Regions from separate parts of the Anas platyrhynchos genome. Here region 2 is linked to region 1. A link is a contact called in public Hi-C data. All regions are on one chromosome and are shown on one strand. Each heading gives the region's core, a stretch centred on a gene start, on an enhancer-like site or on the middle of the called end of the contact. The rest is flanking DNA. Distances are from core to core; before and after follow the strand shown. Region 1 overlaps IFT140 (intraflagellar transport 140). Region 2 holds the start of LOC101800187.

What was found. A called contact is a pair of places that touch in the nucleus more often than the background predicts.
Region 2: a contact with region 1 is called in a Hi-C map of liver, with 2.5 times the contacts expected there. The contact joins the promoter of LOC101800187 here to the enhancer-like site in region 1. A contact is called at or near these places in 2 of 8 Hi-C or Micro-C datasets (liver and subcutaneous adipose tissue).

Annotation. Positions count from the first base shown.
Region 1 is chr15:6,856,127-6,860,151 of IASCAAS_PekinDuck_T2T, reverse strand. IFT140 (intraflagellar transport 140) reads right to left here. Exons shown (of 29, transcript XM_038186737.2): 13 at 3,881-3,998; 14 at 3,306-3,433; 15 at 286-433; 16 at 1-58. Among named protein-coding and RNA genes, the nearest start is that of IFT140, 20 kb to the right of the region's middle. Within about 2 kb of position 1,836, at least 1 of the 8 cell types and tissues checked has an H3K27ac peak or open chromatin away from gene starts, as enhancers often do. A contact at or near this core is called in subcutaneous adipose tissue, where this site is marked.
Region 2 is chr15:6,976,992-6,980,666 of IASCAAS_PekinDuck_T2T, reverse strand. It overlaps LOC101800187, which reads left to right and starts at 2,139. Exons shown (of 16, transcript XM_027469135.3): 1 at 2,139-2,278.

The sequences.
Region 1 (4,025 bases), core at 587-3,086:
CTTGAAGCAAAAGGCCATGTTCTTCACTACTGAAGAATGACATAATCCAGACATCCATCTGGAAAAGGAAGTAAAGAATTGTTTTTCTGGTGCACTATCTTTCTTTCATTTTGATTTTCTTTTCCATATTCATTTGGTAGAACCTTCTCTTGAAAGTAACGTCACACATTCACACACATGGTAACATATACAACTACTTCTACAGGTTAACAAATTACCAATCATTTACTACTCAGATAGGAAGAATAACATGTACAGTGAGGAAAATAATCAAAAAGACCCTACCGTGCTCTCAGTCTGGTTTTTGTTCTGGTTTGGGGATTGTAGGCCTGGTTCAAGAATTGCTTCACATACAAAAAGTCTTGGTTCACTGTTGTCCCAGAAATGGCGAACAGGGATGTGACTCTGCAAGTCTGGATACTCCACAACAGACCTACCAAAACCAACAAGAAATACAGAAATGGAGACAGAATAATTCCAGTCCATTCAGTGTATAAGCTTCAGATGAGGACTAACCAAGGGATAACCTTCAAATGATTATCAGTTATCTTGACTGCTAGCTCTGTGTTGCAACATTAACTATATGCATCTTCCCAACTTCCAAGGAGTCTGTATACACTAATGCCATGTTCAGTTTATTCAGCATAAGTCTACTATGACTATAGGACATAAATCATTTCAGGAAAAAAGCTGATACTGTCACAAATGCAAACAGGCACTCAAAATATGCTTTCACTGAGATCACATGTCCTACAGCAGCATTTGAACACACTTTAACTACTTAAACTTTAACTACTGCTACTACCAACTACTGTAGCATTGAGACTACCTCAGCTCTATTTTCTTGCAGGTTTTTACGATCTGCCCCAAGGTGGTTGTTGATACCCAGCCAGTTAAAGACAGCTTGAGTACACTGCTACGCATTTGGTTAAGCAGTAAAGTTTCTAGTCCATGTGCTTCATATTCAAATACAGCTAAGTAGTAGTGGCGGTGGTGGTCTAAGAGATTACAACTAGCAAACTGATGAAAATGATGGGGGGGAAAAATAGTTTATATTCTCAGGCAACAGATCTCTCTGAACTGGGAGTTCAAAGAGAGCTAGATACAGTGATCTATGTTTTCAACGCTCAACTTCCCAATGCTGAGGGAAACTGAAGTTGCAATTGAACATGACCTGCAGCTGAGGACCTCAGTCTTTAGATATGCCACTGTTCATTCCCTTTTCTCAGCACTGCACTTGAAATTAATATTGTGTTCTTAAAAGAATTCAGAGACATTACAAAATAGCGGAATAAGCACAAGGACAACGCCAGCAACTTTATGAAAGCTGCCCTCTGCAGTTCAAGAAATATCTTACTGCCTCCTTCAGGCATTTAAATATTACTTAGGGCAGGCCATGTGAAGAATGTAGACATACAGAATCTGACTATTTTAGCAATAGCTTAGGATTAGTCTGAAAAACGTTTATAAACAGGTGTCAAATCTTAAAGACTTTTTTTTCTTTGCTGTCAACTCTGAAGGGTGGAATTTGGGGTGTGTTTGAAGGGGATGGAGTAGAGATGGAAGGCAAATTAAGAATCATTAGGAAGTATACATATGTAGTGTCCTTCCCATGACATTTAAATCAAAATAAATTGCTCTCGAATTGAAAAACAGTATGATTTGGGAGTGTTTAGATTCTGCCTCAGGAGGACAGAGAAGGGAAAGACGTTTACCTGATTATTCTTTGATGAGTTTACTCATTTTAATTTCAAGATTCTCTAAAATGAAGCACAGATAAACAGACTCATGCTGACACTTACCCTAGCCTTTAAGCATCACTCAAATAGTAATACTAGTTTGTAGTGGCCTCTGTTGGGCTACACAGGATACTACACTCGAAAACAACTTTCTCATTACTCTTATTACATTGTTTGCTTGACCAAGATGTAAGACCCCAAATTTGCACTGTCCATAGTTACTAAGGAGCTGGGTATTTTTCTGTTTTGCAATGCTGAAAATAACAACTTTATATTTTTTCCCCCTGTAATATCTACACAGCTGTTGAAAAAATGAAATCACCTCCTCTTCTAAGGTTGTTATTTCTTAAGAAAAATACAGTAGGGAAAATTTTTGTAAAACCAGATAAATTCATACTAATATCCCACTGTACTTCCACGAGAAATCCTAGTTCACTGCATTTTTCTGCCTTGCTACTAGGATTACTAATACATTGTGGTGGTTTCACACAGGTAGGTAGCTCAACCCCACCAAACCACTCTCACTCCTCCTCCTCAAAAGGAGGAGGAAAAGAATAGGATGAAAAAAGTTCATGGGTTGAGATAAAGACAGGGAGATTGCTCAACAATTACTGTCATGGGCAAAACAGACCCAGCGTAAGGGAGATTAATATAATTTATTGTCTACTGATAATAGACTAGAGCAGTGAGAGCTAAAAGCAAACTAAAAACACTTCTCCCGCATACAGCCTCTTCCACCTTCTCCCCATGAGTGGAACAGGTAAAGAGGCAACAGGGGCTGCAGTCAGACAAGAACACTTCACCATCCGTCACTCCTTCATGGTCGCTCTTCCACAACTTCCCCTGCTACCAAAAACTTGCCACGTAAACCTAATACTTGTATTCACCGCAGAGCAGCTTATATAAAATGAAAACTGTGGGTTCTAAAAAGATGTTTCATGGAAGTTTTTATCCATATAAAACATTCTGTCTTGAAATTTAAATATATACATTTTTATATTTTATTATTTTTCTTTTTACCTCAGGAGGAACTCCAGAATGTCTTTTTTTTTTACAGTTCCTATCCCATAAGCTTGTCATGGAAGAGAAAGTCTCCAATATTTAACAAAATTATTCTAAGACCAGGACCCTGATTCCAGTCATATACCTCCACACATATTCCCCAGAGACCTCTTGAGCCAGATACGGCTTCCACACAGTTATCTCACTGCATTATTCTTTGCTGAATACCTCCATGAACCCTTTCTTCAGCATTTATAATTTCCTTTGGTAAAGAAGTTCCTTAGCATAGTTTCTGAAGAACCGCCACCACCTCCTGATTATTTTAAGCTTGCTTTCCATACTTTCATTTAACACTCCCTAGTTCACATATTGGAAGAGAAAGAGATGCAGTATTGGTTAGTACACAATATATCAGTTTTAGTTGAATCTTTAGAAAAAAAAAATAATTGGTATAAATTCCTACACAGACAGAGGAATACCAATAGCAAGATGTTGCTCATTTTCATATGACAGATTCCTATCTTAAAGCCTCGGGTAATATTTTTCAAAATAAAAGCTTCTTACCTGTCAATACGTTGTCCAGAAGAAAGCTTCTCTCTACCATTCCCCTGTTCATCCTTGAAATTAAAGACTGTAACTTTGTCCACTTCAACATCATAGAAACAGATCTTGGAATCAATGCTCCCATTTGCCTGAGAATGGGAAAAAAGTTGCTGAAGGACACAGGTAAAAAGCAAAAAGTTCAGACGGTATGCTCATCTAATTCAATTCATGCTCTTAACAGTTTCAAGTACTTGCAATCTCAAAAGAACAGTCAAAAGAAGTATCATAACATTTCTTGCTGTTTCTCTATTCTAGCGAGTTTGCCTTTGATTTCTTTGAAATGCTATAAAACAGTTTTTCAACTGAGCTACTAAAAAACTGGGCTGTTCGCCTCACCAAATATACAAAACCTTAACAGAGCTTAATTTTAGTGTTTGTTACATGCAACCTTTCAAGACCAACAATATCGTTTATAGAAAATACAGGTTTGTTTCTGTGAAGTTAAAGTGTCGTCAGTAATCATCTTGAACTGTACCAGTCTATTAACTGATCTGATGGTCAGGCCCTAGGGTGGTATGTGAAGAGTTTCACCTCACCTTGCTAACGAGGATGCTGACTTTGTTGCCGTTAGCATTGCACTTGACAGATGCAATGCTTCCAAGGCCAGGAAACAGCTCAGAGAAGTTCTTGCTATTGCAGTGCACTTTTGCCTCTCTGTGGAAAGGAATAAGTTTAAGTTGT
Region 2 (3,675 bases), core at 890-3,389, 120 kb before region 1:
GAGGGCAGAAAAAAAAATGCATTCTAATATGTGTAAGGCTGCTGTGGTTCTTCAGAGGTCTTCACATAATGCTGGCTTGCAAAGCCAACCCATGTTGCTTTGTTGGAGGACTCAGAAGGCAAATGTTGATCAAAGCCCTGCATAGCCCTGAGTGCCGTGCTTGTCCTGTGCACTTGAGTGTAAGACCAGAAGTCAGCTGGATCAGTTCCACAGGTGGGCTGTGTAAGCTTTGTAATGCTTGCTGCATCCCTGTTGCATTATCATTTGATTAATTTGAAAGGAAACAAACAACAGTATTAGAAGTTAAGAGATGCTGTTGGTGCTCTGTCAGCTCATTCCCCTTTGGAGAAGTCATAACACAGCCTTAATGACATTTAAAATTAAAATGTCTCCTCATTTTAGCATTGCTTTCTGTAGGATTTTGGTGACATTTATGATTTTCATGACATGTCTCACTACAGCGGTGTCAGGTCTGTGATGCATGTGGCTGGAGACATGGTCCATGCCCTAAGGCATTAGGAGTGTACAGCGATGGGGGAGGAAGGAGAAGTCCTTATCTGCTCGGAGTTTTCTGTTCCAGTGTTCCCAGTTTAAGAAAACATAGCTCAGTTTTGGTAGAAAACGTGGCTTTGTTCCGACTGCCTGTCTTTCTGCATCCCTCTCTGCAGCCTTACGCCGTGCACCTGAGGTCGGTGTGAAAGGGGTGGCTGCAGTTGTGGTGCCTGCCGTAGCTCTGTGGTGGCTGCCACCTACCCGTGCTGTGACAATCCCATAGCGCAGCTGTTCCAGGCCCTGGCTTGTGGCCAGCAAAACCCTTACAAGCTCCTCCAGCACAGTCCTCAGGAAAAATATAAAGATGAGGCAAGCTGGGAGTGTAAAGTATGGCAGTGCGATCAGTGAGGCCATGAGATGACAAGATGCTGTAATTTTTCTCAGACCATTCCTTCTCCTTACCAAAGCAAAGGAAAGGTCTCACTTTTGGGAACAAATTGTGGTGGTGTTTCTGCGGCAGGTTGAGACCAAGAATGTCGACACACCAAGGCAGCAGAAATCTGGGCGTGATCTCTGCTCCTTTTAGGCTTGGCATCCTCATCTGTAAAAAGATCCCTCGGCGAAGGTTAGGAAATGCAATCCCCTTCCATGCAGACCCTGCCTCTGGTGGGCTGAGTCACTGGGAGCAGCCTACAAAGGCTCTCCAAGAGATCCCCACAACGTTCAGCTGAAACCGTCCCAGTCCTGAGACTCCCTCTCCCAAGGCCAGCGAAGACAGAAGGAAGCCAACAGAACTTGTCCCACCAAATCTGTAACTCGAGTGACCGATAGCTCCTTCCGACAAGTTTTTTGAAGAGTGCTGGGGGTGGACTGTGGAACCAGCATCTAATGACCCCCAAAGGATAAAATATTCTGTTATCTTACTGAGAGGAGGAAAAGAATCAATCAGACCTTATTTTTGCTTTGAATTAGAAAGAAGCAGACCTTACCATTTCAAGCAAGACAAGAATTCAAACTAAAAGAAGGAAAGATTTGTGAGGAGTGATAAGCACCTGACCTGCAGTTTCTTAACAAAAGCAAGGAGAGATACTGCAATAAGATCATACGGCGCAGTGACAGATCTTTCTGCTGAAGCTATTTTACTCCAAGCACAAAGCTGCTTTATCTGCTTTGCTTAAAAGTGTTTTGCTGTTGGCTGTGCTGCTTTCATATTTAGAACTGAAGGAAAGTTTGCGAGCCGCGCTGCTTTAGAAAACTTTGACATTAAATTGCCACAGTGCTTTAATTACTGGCAGCAGTTCTTTCCCGTGGTTACTGAGAACTCTAAAGGAGTGACCATCTGCTGCGTTTGGCACGTCCGCCTGTTTCCCTTTGAGTGCATCCACAGGCGCTAGCCCCTGCGTGTCCCACCGCCACGATGGAAGAAGTCTGGGTTGTGTACCTGTGCCTGATCTTGCTTATCGTGGTGCTTCTGCTGATGAGGCACAACCCGCATTTGGAGGAGGCCAAGAAGGAGAGGGAAAGCAAAAGCCCTCCACCATCCTCTTCCTTTTTACCCAGTAATGTTGGCAAGCAACTGGAGCACACCCAGGAAGAGCTGGAGCACTATCTGGAGAGGCTAACCCACGTCTTGTTTGACTCAGAAGCCAGGAAAAGGGACGGCCACCATGACCAGAAATCCCACCACCATCAGCACAGAAGCGCTGATGCTAGGTCTGAACCTAAGGAGCACTCAGGAAAGGAGGCAGTGCACTCGCAGTATCTGTCGAGCCACACAAGGGTTCAGGTATGAAGCCCATAAAAACCTCCAGACCCAGCCAGACTCAGAGCTCCTGGCTGAGGTAGCAAGGTCTGCTGCAATGCGTAGCGCATGAATTTGGATGGGGAAGAGGTGGGGGGGAAGCCTCGCTGGTTTGAAGTACAATAATTCATATTTTTGCACTGTGTATTTCAACACGAAGCAGCACTGGGATATATCTGTATGTGGCACAGCTTGTAAGGACGTTGCATGTGTCAGATGTTAATTAGCAGCTATGCACGTGTGTGTACCTGTACGTAGATTACGTTCCCTCCTGTGCTAACAGAAACAGCTTTCATTCCTTATTTTAAGAAATTATTAGGCAAATTTCCAGCTGTTTATCGTCCCCTTTTCCCACCTACAGTGGTGTTTTGCCACTTTGCTCAGCTAAGGATGTGGCCCAGCAGGGCACTGGAGCTCTGCAGACACCTGTCCTAGCCCGTGGGGAACACGTGCTATTGAGCCACTGGAAATCCTTGGGTAATTTTTCCTCTTTGCGTGAAGATCGTGCGCATTGTACTCTGAAAACACGAATGTTGCTATTGGCAACCTGCAAATTTCTGTTCCTTGGCCAAGACACTTGTTTTAGGGAATGGAACAAGATGCATGCCTTTATATTTTTATCTTTCTCCTCATTGCAATACATCAGATTGTGCCCTTGAGATGACAGAGTTTCATGGCAGCTATGCAAGGCTGTGTTACTTTATGCTAGCAGCTGTTTGTATTCTTCACCCTTGAGACACATACCTTGCAGTGCCCACACCCCCCTCTGCCAGGGAGCACGTTCTGGGGCTAGGTGGGAACTGCAGGATGAAGACTTCACCTTAGAGGGGAGAGTCAGCCCTTGATGTGGGTAACTGCACCCTGCCAAAGAACCAAGAAACAGGTTTCTTTTCTTAGGTGTTGCTATAAACAGCCTTTTGGTGAGCCAGGCAGCTCCCTGAGAGAGTCCATTACGACTTCGTAGTCTTCAAGCACAGTCTGAGCTATTTGGAGGAATCAGTAGGTCCCGCTGGAGGGAGAGGGGCAAATATACAAACAGTGAGACTTACGCAAAATACATGGGTGGAGGAACTAATTCAAGTGGTTATTTACTTACGGGCACATTTCACTTACTGAAGAAAGTGCTATTAGTTTTAAATCTATTGCAGATCAGAAAATAGTCATATATTTTTTTCATATAAAAATGCATCATGTTGCAAAATAACATTAGATTTTTCTGTTTGTTTGTTTGTTTTTTTCCTAGTATGATTAAAGATGATTGTAGAATACAAATCACAGAGTGAGGGCTGTGGTCACCATTTTTGTACAGGTTAAATAGTGCTGCTTAGCTTCAGTGAACATCTCTTTTTCTTTCACTCTAAGTGTACTTATTCCACAGACTT